2 separate regions of the Mus musculus genome follow, and region 2 is linked to region 1. Evidence: chromatin contacts called from public promoter capture Hi-C data. All regions are on one chromosome and are shown on one strand. The core of a region is the stretch at or near the end of the contact, and the rest is flanking DNA. Distances in the headings are between cores, read along the strand shown.

The links. Promoter capture Hi-C pulls out the DNA fragments that hold promoters and counts their contacts.
Region 2: a promoter capture Hi-C map of cranial neural crest shows a contact between it and region 1. The contact joins the promoter of Ntm here to the promoter of Igsf9b in region 1. A contact is called at or near these places in 2 of 39 promoter capture datasets (cranial neural crest and hippocampal neurons) and 1 of 9 other capture datasets (embryonic stem cells).

The regions. Positions count from the first base shown.
Region 1 is chr9:27,297,052-27,304,882 of GRCm38.p6, reverse strand. Igsf9b (immunoglobulin superfamily, member 9B) reads right to left here and starts at 5,779. Exons shown (of 20, transcript NM_001326702.1): 1 at 5,366-5,779. The coding sequence starts at 5,429.
Region 2 is chr9:29,408,391-29,416,000 of GRCm38.p6, reverse strand. It overlaps Ntm (neurotrimin), which reads left to right and starts at 3,316. Exons shown (of 7, transcript NM_001357602.1): 1 at 3,316-4,445. The coding sequence starts at 4,279.

The sequences.
Region 1 (7,831 bases), core at 4,530-7,029:
AAGCTAGCAGACTTGGGCTCCCACCACGTGGGAGGCACACACCCAGAGGAGGACCTGAGGACAGCAGAAAGCTGGCTCCTGCCACCCAGCACTGCGTAAGGAGCACACAAGAGAGTCTAGCCTAGAGATACAACCAGTACCCAGGACACGAGGGACTCCCATTCTCTGCCTACACAGGTTGGGTGGGTTTGAGACCATCTATAACATCTATCATCCTTCTACCTAGAAAGGACTCTCACACTCTAGAAAAGCCCTACCTTGCTGTGGCTCCTGGCCAATATCCTCACAGCCTTTCTGCACCCCTCCCAGGAGGCCAAGAGACCAAGGTAGGTAAGCTCCAACTTTAGGAACAGCAAGGTACTGGGAGGACTGGGCTCCACCTCCAACCCCTCTGGCTGGACTGCCGCACCACCACCACCGCCACCTCCAATAGCATTGGTAGTGCCAGTGCTATTAGTGACCTTAATTTGCTGGGCTAGATTATATTTCCAAGAACCCTTTCCCCAGGAGCCACGGGCAGGAAGGAAGTCTGTAACTCAATCTCAGTTCATAGCTCCTCAGCAGAAAAGTGAAGTCATACCCACCCCCTACACCCACAACCTAGCCCTGACACCTAGAAAGAAGCCTGTCCTCCCGTAGCCTGTGTACCCCACAGGGCATCCTGCTCTGTACACCGCAAGGCTAGCCAGTAAGGGCATCATAGGTCAGATAGGCATAGGATATGAGTGAGAGATTACTCCCTCCCGGTAGAGCAACAGCATCCCTGCTCCGAACCAGGACGCAAGCAATGCATCACTGCTACAATCTGTGCCCATGAACGAGCTTTTTGCCACAGCCCCACATCTAGGGTATACTTCACCAGGAAGAAGATAAGGGGGCAGCATAGAAGGCACAAGGCCACGTAGGTTATCAGTCCCCTCTTTGTCCAAAGGTCAGGCAGGCAGGTCACAGCCCTGACCTCACGGAACTTACAAAACCCTCGAAGAGGCCCCATCTCCACTCACCACTCTCCTGGTTACTCATGCAAGAGCGAATAGGAAAGCAGGAAGATTTCTAAGAAAAATAGGTCAGTTGCCTCCGGCAGACCAGACCACACCCATGGGCAGTGCCCCTGGGGCAGAAGCCTGACTGCAAGCTGCTCCTCCAACCCCAATCCTCTCCCATCTCCCCAGATGCCCAGAGCTTTCTTTATCTACCCTGGACTGTGCCAGACTGATGGCAACTAATGCCTCCTAGCAAGAGAGGCAGTCGGCTTCCCCGTGGGCCAAGCCTCTGCCCTGTTACTTAGGCTTTCGGTATTGAACCTCAGGCAGTTCTTCGCCCCAGCTCTGGGCTGGAGCCTCCAACTCTAAGAACATCTGGGCTACGAGAACAGGGACGCAGGTGCAGAGCAACGAACAGGGAAGCAAGCAGCTTGCCGAGCAGTCTCGCTGCATCCCCAAGTACTCAAGAGGGGCTCCTACCTCAGACTTGTCCATAAATGCTCCTGTCCTGATGTGCTCCACGCAAGTGCACATAAACACACAAGTGCTTGCAAGGGCACGCTACACATCTAACTAAGTGGAAACACCGGTTACAGAGGCACATACACATACATACGGGGATATATGTGTGTGTGCACACATTTAAAAATATGCACACTTACTCATGCATATAGGAATATACATAACACATCCTAGGGCGCGTATGTATATGTACACATGCACACTTCTTCTAAGAAGCCAAAAGTTCTTACCAATCACAGCTCATCAAGATCCACTCTTCACACAAATTGTTCAACCCATCCCTGGAAGCAGAGGGAAGGGGGGGGGGGGTCATGTCACTCCAGGGTGGGGGTGGGGAGAGCAGCTGAGAAGCCTCCAGAAGGGAGCAGCTCTCGTGGAGACAGGAATCAGTTAAATCTCACTGTTCCTGATGCTATCCTAACTCCGGCCTCACCTCCCACCCCCGCATTTTCAGTGCAAACAGGAGGGCTGCAGGGAAACCTAATGAGCACCCAACAGAATGGAGAAAAAAAAAGCAAACCGAACAGGCTGGCCAACTCTGAGGACAGAGAGGGAGCCTAGACCCTGGAAAGTGCCAGGCACAGCAAAGAAGGGACGGATACAAGCTCTCTAACTGAGCAACCTTTACTCCTTGAGAAACCAGACCCCAACTCTCCGTCTCAGATATAAACTTGAAACCACCTGAACCAGGGACCTGACAACTCCAGGGACTGCTGCATGCTGGGCTATCGGCCTACTGCTTCCAGCTGACTCTTTCCAGTACTCAGCAGCATCATGCCTCCTCCCACACATACCTATTCCAGCTTCTTGCAGGGGGGCCTCCTACCAGACACACCCCCGCCTCCGTGTAAATGTCCTGAGACACACTCATACCAGCACTCACCACCCGGCACCAAGTTCTTCCCAGCTGAGAGGCTGTCCTGGGCTTTAAACATACTCCTTCTCATCTCCATCCACAAAGGAAGGCTGGGTGGACAAAGCCAGAGAGGACAGAGGGCACTGCTCCAAGCACAAGCAGAATCTGAATCAGATTTTCATTGGCCTGGGCACACAGGAGCCAGGGAGTCCACCAGCAGACTCGGTGGAGGTAACACTGGGAATGAAGAACAGACTTCCCTCCCTTACAGGAGGTTGAATGTCAATTATACCTCGCGCAGGATTTCCACATAGTGTGGAAACTCCCCCAGATTGCTGGGCAGATGTCTGTGATGCAGAGACTACTACATCAATAGCCTTCCTCCTCTCCTCTCCTCTCCTCTCCTCTCCTCTCCTCTCCTGTCCCCCTCCCTCCCTCCCTCCCTCCCTGAGACAGGGTTTCTCCATGTCCTGAAACTCTCTCTGTACAACAGAGATCCACCTGCCTCCACCTTTCTCTTTTCTTTACCCTCCCAACTGGATCACAGAGCTCAGTTACTTCCAAGATGCCTGACCAGAGTCAAAAGGAAGAGCCCATGCCCACCTCTGTCCCAGACTTGCAAGCTGACAGTTTGATGGGCCTGATTCTTTTCACCTAGAGCGACTCCTGCTTTGCACACAGTCCCTGAGGTTGAAGGATTTCTCCAAAGTCACCTCTGCCCCTCTCAGAACATCTGGATCCCATAAGGCCTCTCTCATCAGCACTGGCAACCCTGGCCTCACAGGCGAGCAGGTGCCCTTCCCCCGCTCTAGGCTGTAGCATCTGGCAGCCAGCAATACTTCAGCTTTGCAGACCTTGTAAAGGACTTCCAAGCAATTCTGCATGCCCCACCCACACTTCCCTGGGATGCAGGAAAGAGAGGTTCCACCAGGCAAGGTCAGCCCAGGAAGGGGTCTAGCTTCCTCGGAGGCAATCTTCTGAATGTCCCCCAACACACTCTTAACTCTCCGCTCCCTGCATAACCCAATAGGAATCCCATCCCATAGATCCTGAAATGCTAACACTGATGTCTGGTGAGCACATATTTCACAACAGGCACCCAGCCACTTCGTCACAGAACTGTTCACACACTCCAAGCCTCTACAAACTCCTACAGCTAACCCACTTTCCACTGAGGTAAGTGACATTTAGAAAAGCTGAGAAATGTGTCCAAGGTCACGGGGTCAGCAAGTGGGACGGCCAGGATTTGAATCTTGTCCATTTATCAGTAAGCCTATGTCTGTAAGTGCCTCATTGAGCCATTTCAGACTAAAAAGAATCCAAGACCAATCAGGTCACCCTTGCTCCCAGACAGAAGAGTAGGAGTTCCAGACAGAAGGACCAATAACCTTCACAACCAACAACCTTCAACACTGGGAAGTTCCTTCTTCAATCTAGCCATTCTGTGAATCTCGGCAATATAAACCCAATTTCCTGTAGTCTGTGTTTAAATTAAAACAAAACAAAAAAAAAATCTGTCCCTTGCTAAAGTTGGGAGGCTAGTTGAAGAGCCCTCCTTAGGTGTCTCTTCAATTCGGATGCTAGCACAGCCTTTTGTGCTTTCAGGGACAGCCCCACAGCAGAATATACCAAAACCCAGAGGGGAGGAGGAGGAGGAAGTCACTGAAAGACTGCATGGGAAGGGGGAAGGGAGAAGCACAGCAAGATCCACCTTTTTTCCATAAGCTTCTTCTGAGGTCACTCTGTCTCGGTTTTCCCACCTGACAAATGGAAACCTTTATAACCATCCCGACCATCATAGTGCTTGTTGGAAAGCTGTCCTTCCCTTCGCCCCACTCTCTCGTTTCAGAACCCCCTCTCAAGTAGCAGAGGAGATACATTCCAATCCGGAAACTTTCTCAAACCACTCCCCCCCACACGCCCCGAGGCAAGGTGCAAAAGAAGCCGGGGAAGCCCGCGCCTCCAGCAGAGCCCTTCAAAAAGGCTCCCTAGTCCGCAGAATCTCGTCACCCTGTCGCCTTCCACCCACAGACCGTTCCTCTCCCGCCGCCATCTCCCTGCTTTGCGAACTTGCCCGCAGTCGGGTCGGTTCCGCGCGCAGAAACCGTGAGCTCAGAGTCCTGGCAGCTTCCAGGCTCGGCTCTGACTTCCATACAAGGGCCGAGAGCCGGGTGCCACCCAGAGCTCTGCCATCTCCAAAGCGAAAGCCCTCGCGCTCAAGTATGCACCCCGCGCCTTGGCTTCTCCCTAGCTTTTTCTTGGGCTCAAACCCGAGAAGGCAGAAATAAAAAATCCCACTCGACTCTGAGACGCAGCTGGGCAGACCCCTCCCTCGCGGCCCTCGCCCCGAGGCCGCTGGGCCGGGCAGCCTGAAGCGCGGCGACGGCGCCTCCCCGGGAACTTTTGCCTGGCCGGGGCCCAGATGCAGTCAAGGTGGGCGCGGGCGGCCGACAGAACCAAGAAGAGCAGATGCTGCTCGGAGCCTCTAGGTCAATTCTGCTTGTCACCTGCCAAGGGGATCCGACCTCCGCGGCCAAGATGTGTGGAAAGGAAGGGCGCGGGGCGGAGAACCCGATCCCTTCGAGGCGGCTGCGGGGACTCCCAACCTCTTAATCGCGCCTCCCTTCAAGGGCTCCTCCATCCAGCGGTGCTGTGCAGGGCTGGGACGCGCGGAATCCTGCCTAAAGACCATCAAAGTCCCCAGCAGCCAGAGTTAGAGCACTAGGGGTTCCCCAAAGCTCAGATTCGACGTGTGGTTGTGAACCAAGGGGCCTAAGGTAGACTAAGTCCACTTTGATTCCAAGGCGTTCGCAGCCCAAGGGCTCCCGCACCTTCCCGCCGAGTTCCTCCCACCCGCAGTTCCCCAGCCTTTGCCCGGGCCAGTGCTCGGAGGTGCGCCTGGCCGGAGCCGGAGCCTCGCCCCCGGGGTTCGGGAGCCAGAGCCTGGAGCAAAGGTCTAAGAACGCCAAGAGGGTTGGAGGAGGGATGCTGCACTTCAACTCACCTTGAGCCACAAGACCTCGGGTGCTGATCACACTTGCTATCAAAGTGGCCACATACCAAATCATAGTACTACCGCGCGCCAGCCAAGAGCCTCATCCTATCGCAAAGTGCTCCTGCGTCTGCACACTTCTCGTGCCTCAGTGCCCGCTTCTCGCCCGCCTACGCCCCTTGCCGGTGCTCCTGTAGCCCGGGCGGCCCGCTCTCCATCCCTTCCTGGCTCCGCTCGTCTCGGCGCGCGCAGCCTCCCGGGCCCCGGCGCAGCGGCACCTGCACTGCCAACCGAGGCAGAGCGCAGCCAGGTCCACGGTGAAGCCTAGCCGGGCCTGTCCTGGTGGTCCGCCCCTGGCGGCTGTTTATTGGACAGTGCTCACGAGTCTAGGCACTGATTGGCTAAACTCTTAGTCCGTCGCTGCGCGAAGAAGGCGAGCCCATTTCAAGGTGCGTTGAAGTGTAGCGAGCACAGAGCCGCAGAATCATGCGCATTGCCTGGGAAAAGGCGTTGTAACGTCTTTGCTCTATTCTGTTCTCAGCTCAGACTGCATGGCAAGTTTCTGATTAAATAGATGGTAGCTTCTCGTACTGGCTAGTGGGACCCTAAGAATCTCAATAACCCTTGACAGGTTATCCGAGGGGATGGAGCCCCCGCCCACCTTGAGAATCCAACATCCGGTTTCTATCAAGAAAAAAAAAAAAAAAAAAGCAGTTCCCGGGAGGACCACGCTGATACGGGGATAGGGAAACCCAAGCATCCTGGGGAAACTAGGGAACGTCCTTTTCTGGAGAACGGTTCAAAGAGACCACGTGATACCTCCCCCCCCCACCCCCACTCTTTGCTCACTCTCTCAGAACACTACCTCCACCAAACGTTATATTAAGTTAGGCTCCATCCAGCCCAAAGCCAGGAGGATGACTAAAATGACCTCTAAAAGTCGCTAAATTTGGAATGAGTCATTGGCTCAGCTGCGGCGAGTCACAGACCCCTCTGGAACACATGTGCACACGTACTGCCACCCCCATTGCTGGTCATCGTTGCTCATGATTACTAAAGCCATTAACCCCCCCCCCCCAATAAATGCTGCCTCTCCTGCACACAAATGCTGCTTCCTCTCCTACCTTACTGAGAGCCCAGCCCCATATCAGCAGCATAAAGTCAAGGTGGCGTTTGTGAGCGATCAGGGGGTGAGGTAGAGAACCAAGGAAAAGGGAAAGGTCCTCCTCATTTCTGCAGAAGATAATAAATAAAGACGCTGGAAGAGCTTCCTATATCCCAGGCTCCCTACTCCAGCATCTCTTCATCTCCTCCCCCAATACAATTGTGTTTACACAAGGAATAAATGAGCATCATGAAAGCCTCTACAACCATCTCACAGTGTTCTGAGGCTGCCGTGGAGATGTTTATTCTTTCAAGCTTCTGACACAGTGCTGAGAGGCACAGCTCCCTAGGAGGGGCTGTTGGCCAGGGAAGAAATGGAGGGGCAATGAAGGCAATCTCTCAATAAGCACAGAGCATGAAGTTTCCCATAGACCAACAGCTTACTGCTGGAAAAGCCAATGTGTGCGCATGGACTCGTGTATCTCACATAGAGTGGCCTTGAGTGATGGAGGGTCATTCTTTTTGGAGAACTCCACTCTCGTTGCCATCCAGGAGATGAAAAGCTGAGGCTCCTAAGCAGAGAAGCACACACACTAATGAACTTTTATCATCTGAATAGCATCTGGAGAACTGGACTTCTGAATACCTCCTGCTTGCAAACTCGCCCTGCTCATGCGAACACACTCATGAGTTATCACTCTGTTGATATATTCCCATGGGCCACTGCTTTAGGTCCTTTCTGGGCTGACATTTCTTTCCTGGGGCTTTGGTGAAGCTGCACGCTCTAGATCTCCTTGACGCATCAATTCTCAGGCAACATGCACCAATTCTACCTCCAACACACACATATGCAAGTCTCCCCATAAACAGGTTTGCACACATCTATATACGTCCATACATACTTCCTCTGGGTCCTAAGTCTATCAAGACTTATTGGGATCCACTTGCAGAATGGGTGATGAGGCTAGGCTATGATTTAATTTTGACCTCAGAAACGTTCATGTTGTTGGAAACTTGATCCCCAAGGTGGCAGTATTGGAAGAATGGAACCTTCAAGAGGTAAGTCCTAGGAGCTGGAGAGACACTTGGCAATTAAGAACGTGCACAACTCTTGCAGAGTTTGGTTTTCAACATCCTAAGGTAATTGTCCATGATCTGTAACTACAGCTTTAAAGGATCTAACACCCCTTTACAGGCACTGCACTCATGTGCACACACACATACACACACACAAACACATATAGATATAGTTTAATATAAAGACGTGAGTTTGGGGCTGGAGAGATGGGGGGGGGGGCAGGGTTAAGAGCACTGGCTGCTCTTCCAGAGGTCATGAGTTCAATTCCCAACAACCACATAGTGGCTCACAACCAT
Region 2 (7,610 bases), core at 2,067-4,566, 2.1 Mb before region 1:
TTGTGATCCTGTATTCATAGAGGAGCAAAAAATAGCACACATTTTTTCCAAAGCCCAGCCCTTCCCTATACCCCTGGAGGCACCTCTTTATCCAGATTTACACTGCTCTTTCTGATTAAATCTTCCAATATCTATTTGATGTCAGGCCACTCACTAACCACCCTGCATTTTTCATCTTGCCTGTACTTCTGTTTGAAATCTCCACCAGGAGAGGGGGGCCTTTCCCTTTTGTAGAGAACTAGAGCTGGCCTTTCTTGAGCTACTGCTCTGTCTCTTGTTTCTTGCATGGTGGAATAGTCATGGCTCTTTAGCTCACTCTAGCTTGCTGTGGGTAACATGAAGTACAAAGAAAAAGAAAAACCGAGTGGACCGACCATCTTCAGGAGAAATCCTGTTCAAACCCTAGTTCAGTGTACAGGTGCCAGGTCAGGTGGAAGCCACCACACATTCTAATCTGCTTGTGTGTGTGTGTGTGTGTGTGTGTGTGTGTGTGTGTGTGTGTGAGAGAGAGAGAGAGAGAGAGAGAGAGAGAGAGAGAGAGCAAGCTTGAAAGGTATTGTCCTAAAGATATTTTTATAACCTGAAGCAATTACAGCTGTCAGTGTAGAGACAAGCTGTGACAAGTTGATTTATGTGTACAGTATATGTGTATGTGAGAAAGACGGGAGGAAGGAGAGGGGATGGGAGGGGAAATGAAGGTGGAGGTGGCGCTCCTTAGGAGTCTGCTTTCCAGGAGGCAGAGAGGAAGTTGTTTCTATAAAGAACACAAATAATGAAATTGCTCTGACTGTCATCCCTTTTTCATTAACTCAGATATGCTGGGAAAAATAAAATAAATCCAGCAGTTTTTATGAAGCTAGAGACAGGATATAAGATAAGCCACTAAGTGCTGGTTATATTTAGGGATTAGGGGATGGGAAGGCAATTGACATGCGATTTTGATCTTCGTCTTTTTAAAGCACGTCTATAGCAAGTTTGAATAAAGCCGATCTGTCTTGTTAATTAGGTGGGAATCTCTGACCTTAGGCCACTTTCTTGACTTTTATTTGTGAGTGGAACTTGGATTCCCTAGGCCCATGGAGCAGAGGTTGTGAGTGGCTTTTCTTTGTACTCCTAGAGAGACCTGAGCACTGTGGGGCTTTCTGTGGACAGCCACTGGGAAGCTGAAGGTTCGCACTGTTCCTCATGGTCTGAGACAAAAACATTCTGCCTGTCTAAGAAGAAATGCATTCATGTCTCAAGGAGCCCGTGAGGATTATTTTTTCTGTCTAGCCATAATAACAAAGCAGAAACAGAAAAAAAATGTATTAATAAAGGCTCTTCCACCCTAAATGGTTTTCTAAGTATTTTTCCTGTAGAGTTAATCATGTATGTAGGTCCCTTGGGACAGCCTGTTGGTTGTCATTATCCCCATTTGTAGATGCAAAACCTAATGCTCATTTGCACCTATTTGGAATTAGATGCAAGAGACCGAATTAGAATTTGTCATGAAAGGAGTCAGCTCCATTCATTCTCAGGCCTGGGTCTGGAGGGAGATGGCTCCAAAGCCCAAAAGGAGTTTGTTTCCATGCGTGTGGCATCTAGGAAGAGGGCTTGTGATGGGACCCTAGGAGGATAGTTAGTGGATTATTAGTAATGCGCTGGATTTAAGGGAAGAGCCTTGAACCCAGAAGCCTATTCATCAGCAAAGAGAAACTCACACTTTCTGCCCCTGCTCATGAAACTCTTGACAGAACCAAACAGTTTAATTTCACATTTTCATATTTTCCCACTGGAGAATGAGACAAAATAGGCTTTGGAAAAAAAGCCATTTGTTGCTGTCATAAGTCAACAGTCAGCATTTTGGGGCACCATACGTCAAAAGGTATGGTCAAAATAGTGAATGAGTTCCCTGAGACTTTAATATCAGAAGAAGTCACTAGAGGAGACAATAGGGAATTGGTAATGAATTGATGTCAAGTACTCTGCTACCTCCAGTGTAAAGCTGCTCAATACTTCACAGCCCAGAAGTGTCTGGGCAACTACAAAGCTAGAAAAGCTAGCTTACTCATCTTCTTTTGCCATTTTTGAGTTTGGTTAACACATTCCACAGCTGACCTCTACCCACCCCTCCACTGTAGTAGTGTGAGGGGGAGATTGTGGGACAGGTGCACGTGTGGATCCTTACATACTATCTACATGGAAACGGCTGGTGTGACTCCATAGCGTCAATGTTCATTGGTACCAGCACCTCTGAGGTTAATAATGGTTCTGTAGTAATGTTTTCTTCGTATCTGGTGTTGGATGGCTTTGGGGAAGCACTCCCCCCCACCCACTTTTATTTCATAGACTTTTTAAAAAAAATAGTGCCCCAACTGAATGCAAGAGAAAGTCTAGGGAAATAAACAGAACCAGTGTACCCCCATTCCTTTCCCAGTAACAATTCAGGACAGTATTGGGAGCTCAGGACTGGAAATTCCAGGGAAGGGAGCCTATTGGCGTTACCCACACTGTTCTAACGGATCTACCCTGTTCCCTGTACAGGGACCAGGCATGGTCCATCAGAGTTAGTGTGAAGGGAGAAACATGATGTAGGCACAGAGGAACCAGCAGCAGACAGAGAGAAGTCACAGAAGCTCAGGCATATCCAGTCTTTCTTTGGGCTTCAAAGATTTAAAGAAAGCCACGCCTCTTGGAGATGAAATCAGGTACGCCAGAGTGTGAACCCAGAACCCAGAGAATCTTCTTTATAAACAAGGCTGTGGCTTACACTGGCCCATGCCTGTGTACCTTTTACCCAGTTAGCATTCTCAGTGTCTGGGGTGAGGTTGGGGAATTGAAAAAAGGCTGTGTTGAACTTGACCAACATTTTAAAGGGATTTTGCTCACTCCATCAACCAAGGTCCTTCTGGAATTTCCACATTTATATTTTACGTGGACTATCTCTTAGAATGGCTGTGTTGAGTCTGCGGGGTTTTAAGAGGGTGGGTGTAGTGCAAAGGGTGGTGTAACATTGAATAAAAATGAGATTATTTAAAGCATCTTCCTAACGTTGTAAATGTACTCTCAATGCTGATAGAATTAATTTGACCATTTTAAAGGTGCACATATGCATGCTGCAGGCTCTTCTCTTCCTAGTTAGTTTGTGACCCTTATTAAGATGTCTAGGGTTATTAAGACCTCACAGTAACTTTGTCTTCTTAATTGCGAAGAGCTAGCTCTTCAAATCCGGAAATGGTTAAAACGGTGGCCAGAGGTGGTACACCGCCCTGCCCTGGCCCGGCGCGGCGGGGGTTAAGGTGGGCGCCCGCGCCCCGCACCCGCCAGGATGAGCGCACAGTCCGTGCCTCCCGCCAGCCGGATCGCTTGGAGTCGGCAAGGAGAGAAAGTGGCGGTCAGGGATGGAGCTGCTGCCATGACAACCCCGGCGGTCGGGGCCCGCGCGCGTCGGGGCTGCTCCCGGGAGGAAGGCAGCGCGGAGGCCGGGGGCGGCCGCTGAGCGTGGCGTCCGCGGCTCCGGTGGTGCCGACTGCGCTTCGTCTTCTGCAGCGAGCCAGAGAGCGGGCTAGGGACCGCTGCGGTCCGCCCCTGCCGCGCCGCTCCAACCTTGCTGCTGCGCTGCAGAGACAGCCCAAGCTGCAGCGCGAATCTGGGCTCTGAGCAAGTTGACCGTGGCTCTGCGGCAGGATTCCCGAGTCCGGATTGCAGGAAGCCGGCTTAGCAGGCGCCTCCTTGCTCCCTCCGTGCCGCCTCTTGCGTGCTCTACTTTCCATCTGCTATTGTTCCAGATTGTTTCTGGCGCCGAGCCTTGCTCTGAAACTTAAGAAAGTGCTGGATTTCCTCTCGTTCGACTGAGGAATCGTAGACCACATCTGGGTAGCTGGATTCAACCCAGCCACAACCCCGTTGGATACCAAAGTGCTTACTCCTGTCCAAAGTGCCATGCCTGAACTGCTACGGGGAAGAGGCAGCTTCTGAGACCCGCACCTGTGCGCCTGCTTGCCTGCCTTGCGCTTCTCCTTCCTGGCCACCTTCCTGGCTACAGGCAGCACGGAGAAAGTCCGCCTCGGATGTGTGTGGAAACTGGTTCTCGGAGGCTGCGAGCTGAGGCTGGATTTAGGGGAGGAATATTAGACTTGGAGGAGTCTGCGCGCTTTTCTCCTCCCAGTGCATCGCGCGGTCGCCGCTAGTTCATCGCTGGGTCCCCGCGCTCACTCCCCACCCCACCCACTTCCTGTGCTCGCCCGGGGGGCGTGTGCGTGCCACTACCGGAGTTCTGGGAAGTTGTGGCTGTCGAGAATGGGGGTCTGTGGGTACCTGTTCCTGCCCTGGAAGTGCCTCGTGGTCGTGTCTCTCAGGCTGCTATTCCTTGTACCCACAGGAGTGCCGGTGCGTAGCGGAGATGCCACCTTTCCCAAAGCTATGGACAACGTGACGGTCAGGCAGGGGGAGAGCGCCACCCTCAGGTAGGGAACTGCCACTCTACTAAATGATGATTTGTTTCGGCTGGGGCAAAGGGGCAGGGGTGCGGGTGTGTGCTCTGGAGCAAGCCAGGGCTAGTGGAGAGATCCCTAGCTTGCTGCGCTGCACAATTCCTGGATGAGCTAACTGCTCTACCAAGGAATGTGGCAACCTCAGGGTAATGCTAGGGGAGAGCTGTGCTTTCCAAACCTGGCTCCTTTGACCCAAGGGTTTGTTAAAGGTGAGGGATAGCTGTCTTATTTTGAAGCCAATGGTCCTGCTACTGCCTTTTCCCGAGCCTGACAGCTATGGTGACCTGGGGCTTGGCTGAGACTCAGCATGGATGATCTCCCTGCTGAAGTTAATGAGTCCCAAAGCAGGGATCTGGCTTGGTGTGGATGCCCTCGCACTACCCGTGCCATTGAGAGTTGCCACAGGGTCTGGACTCTGCAAAAAAAAAAAACCTCTTTTCCTGAGCCTGGATTTTACTAACGTTTTTTTCCTGGGTTGTCTGTTCCATGATACGGTGGGCAGAGGCAGATGTGATTTCCTGTCTGAATGTGGCTTTTGGACACTGGTACCATGGACTGTGATTTGTCTGTGGAGAATGCCTTCTACACGAGTGGACCGTGCTCTGATTGTTATGCATGCTCACCAAAGCAGCATGTACAAAACTTGGCACTCAGCAAACCCTAAGCTTTAGTGTTGTGTTGGGTCGGTTCTGGGGTTGAGGGTTGCAAGCTCTGGGGAGGAGGAGGAGAAGAATCTTAGCTACATTTTGTGCTAAGTGGGGCAAGACTGTCTCCCTCGCGATATTGCTACTGAAGCACTGACTCCATTTCCAGTTGATAAAACCACACCACTCACAGGAGGGCTACACGCCGGATGATTGTAATGGGAAATTCTCATCTCTGGAATTTTTAAGGGAGCAAGCAACTCTCCGTACCTCTCCTTGACTTAGTGTGTCCTTTTTAATAAAGTTTTAAAAACTGGCCAATGGTACTGACTGCAGGCAACAGGAAACTATTTTCATCCTCTAACGTGGAGATTCTTGGGAAATGAACCTTGGCCTTGGTGCCAAATGTCCTGGTTCCATCAGTGATGAGCTTGGAGTACCTGTGGACTGTGCACAGGGTACCCACAGGACAGACGATCTTGGGGAGTGAGTGCTGATATTACAGAGTTGAGTTGTGAGGACATTTTCAAAAAATACACGTGATTTAAAGAAACCACACAAGGGGCTGCAAACATCCCCAAATCCTTTGTCTTTGAGGACCTAACTCTTATGACTCCAAGGAACTCCTGGTTACTTATTGTCACATGAATGAACTTTGTAGGGACTACTTTAGATTAAGATGAACTATCTGGTTTTAAATATGCATCGGTTCCAGACTTCTTCAAAACAAAGACAAACCTCTAAACAATATAGTCAAGAAAATTTAGTGTTCTGTAGATGCCCCCTCTGACCCTAATCCTTGGCTACAGGGAGCAGACCTCCAGGGACAAAATAGAGACACTATCTATGGTGGATTGTTTTAGATACACATAGACACCTATCCACACACAGAACAGTGACAAAAGAGAAAAGAAGTTGGTCAGTGACCTAGAGATCTGAAGCTATCAATAGACCTCCACAGTGACTCTCACATTCTAAGGGAAGCAAGGGGATTGGAGTGACCAAAATGTCACCCCAGGACAGCAGTAGTCCCATAGTTCAGGAGGATATGGCCTTTTGAGAGTGACTGTATCCAGCAGGTGCCAGGGCCCTGGACTTGTTTCTAACAGGGCATTATTATGTATTGACTGCTTTGCTCTTGCCGTAGTCTCTTTCAGACACCAGCGTTTGTTTACAGTTTCGCAGACAGTTCACACAGTGGTCTTGTTTGAACACAAACAACACTATGAGGATATGGGTGAGGCTGCTTCCCTATATATACATCAGGATGGTCACCATCTAAGCTATGCTGTGTCAGGCCAAAAGACCGAATATCTTTGCGACTTTCAGGAGGGTGGACGTCTCAGTGGATGGAACCCTAAAACTGAGGGATGAGATGATCCAGGGTCTTCTTTCTGATCAAGAAATAGGGGCTGAAGTCCTCTGCTCACATGGAAGGCCACCCTGCAGCAAGACTGCAGTTCCCCTCATGACCAGCAGAGGGCTTTCTGCGCTGGTTACTTTTTATTTGGCTTTGTTCTCATCAGTATTATCCTGGAGGTCTTTTGTAGTCCTTAAAGAGAATAAATGTCTCAGCAACAAATTCTACTTTGTAGAAACTTTAAAAGTTTATCTAATTATCTCTAGTGATCTTTCTGGAGATACTAGGAAACAACCGCACTGGCAATCTGTACAGAGTTGCAGGCCTTTCTAAACTTTCCATCTTGGTGAGATCACATGACACAGAATTTTAAACTAAATATCCCAGTGTTGTTGAGAAGTCGCCTTGTATTAGGGAATACTAAAGTGCTTTATATAATATCCTATCTGTCATTCAACCTCCTAACATTATAAGTGAATTCTAATAATAATCATTATGAAGTTGCTACTATTATCACATTTTACAGATGAGAAAACGGAGGCATTGGCATGAAGAATTAGCCTCTCTTGGAGAATTTTACTGTTAAATGAGGAGATGGCTTTACTGTTAACGTGCTTGCTTTGTTCGGAATTCCTGATGGATCCCTAGTCTAACCTCTCCTCTCGCAGGAAAAAAAAATTATTTGATGAAGGTGGAATAGCTAGGAATTTTTGAACTGGGTCTAGCAGGAGGTTAACTAATGATGATGTTAGTAAGTTGAGTAGTATTATCACTTATTGACCAGCCTCTATAGTACTATGAACTATTACAGTTAATCTTCCCTACTCTCTGAAATTCATTTAATTATCTCCCATTTTATGGATGAGAGAGTTGAGACTCAAAGAGCATCATTTATCTGAACTCCCAGCAGTAGCAAGCAACAGAACTAGACCATGTACATTGAGATTTCCCAAGACTTATCAGGGCCCAATAAACACCGTGTCTTCCTACTTCCCCAGTGGGGATTAATGTCTGCCATCATTTTCTTCTTTGTAGTGTTGTGTAACTGTCTTTCTGAGTGGCCTGAGTGTATTATGGGAGAGCAAAGATCACACCTTTTAACGTCATGAGCTCCCTCACTAAACAGATGAGTTA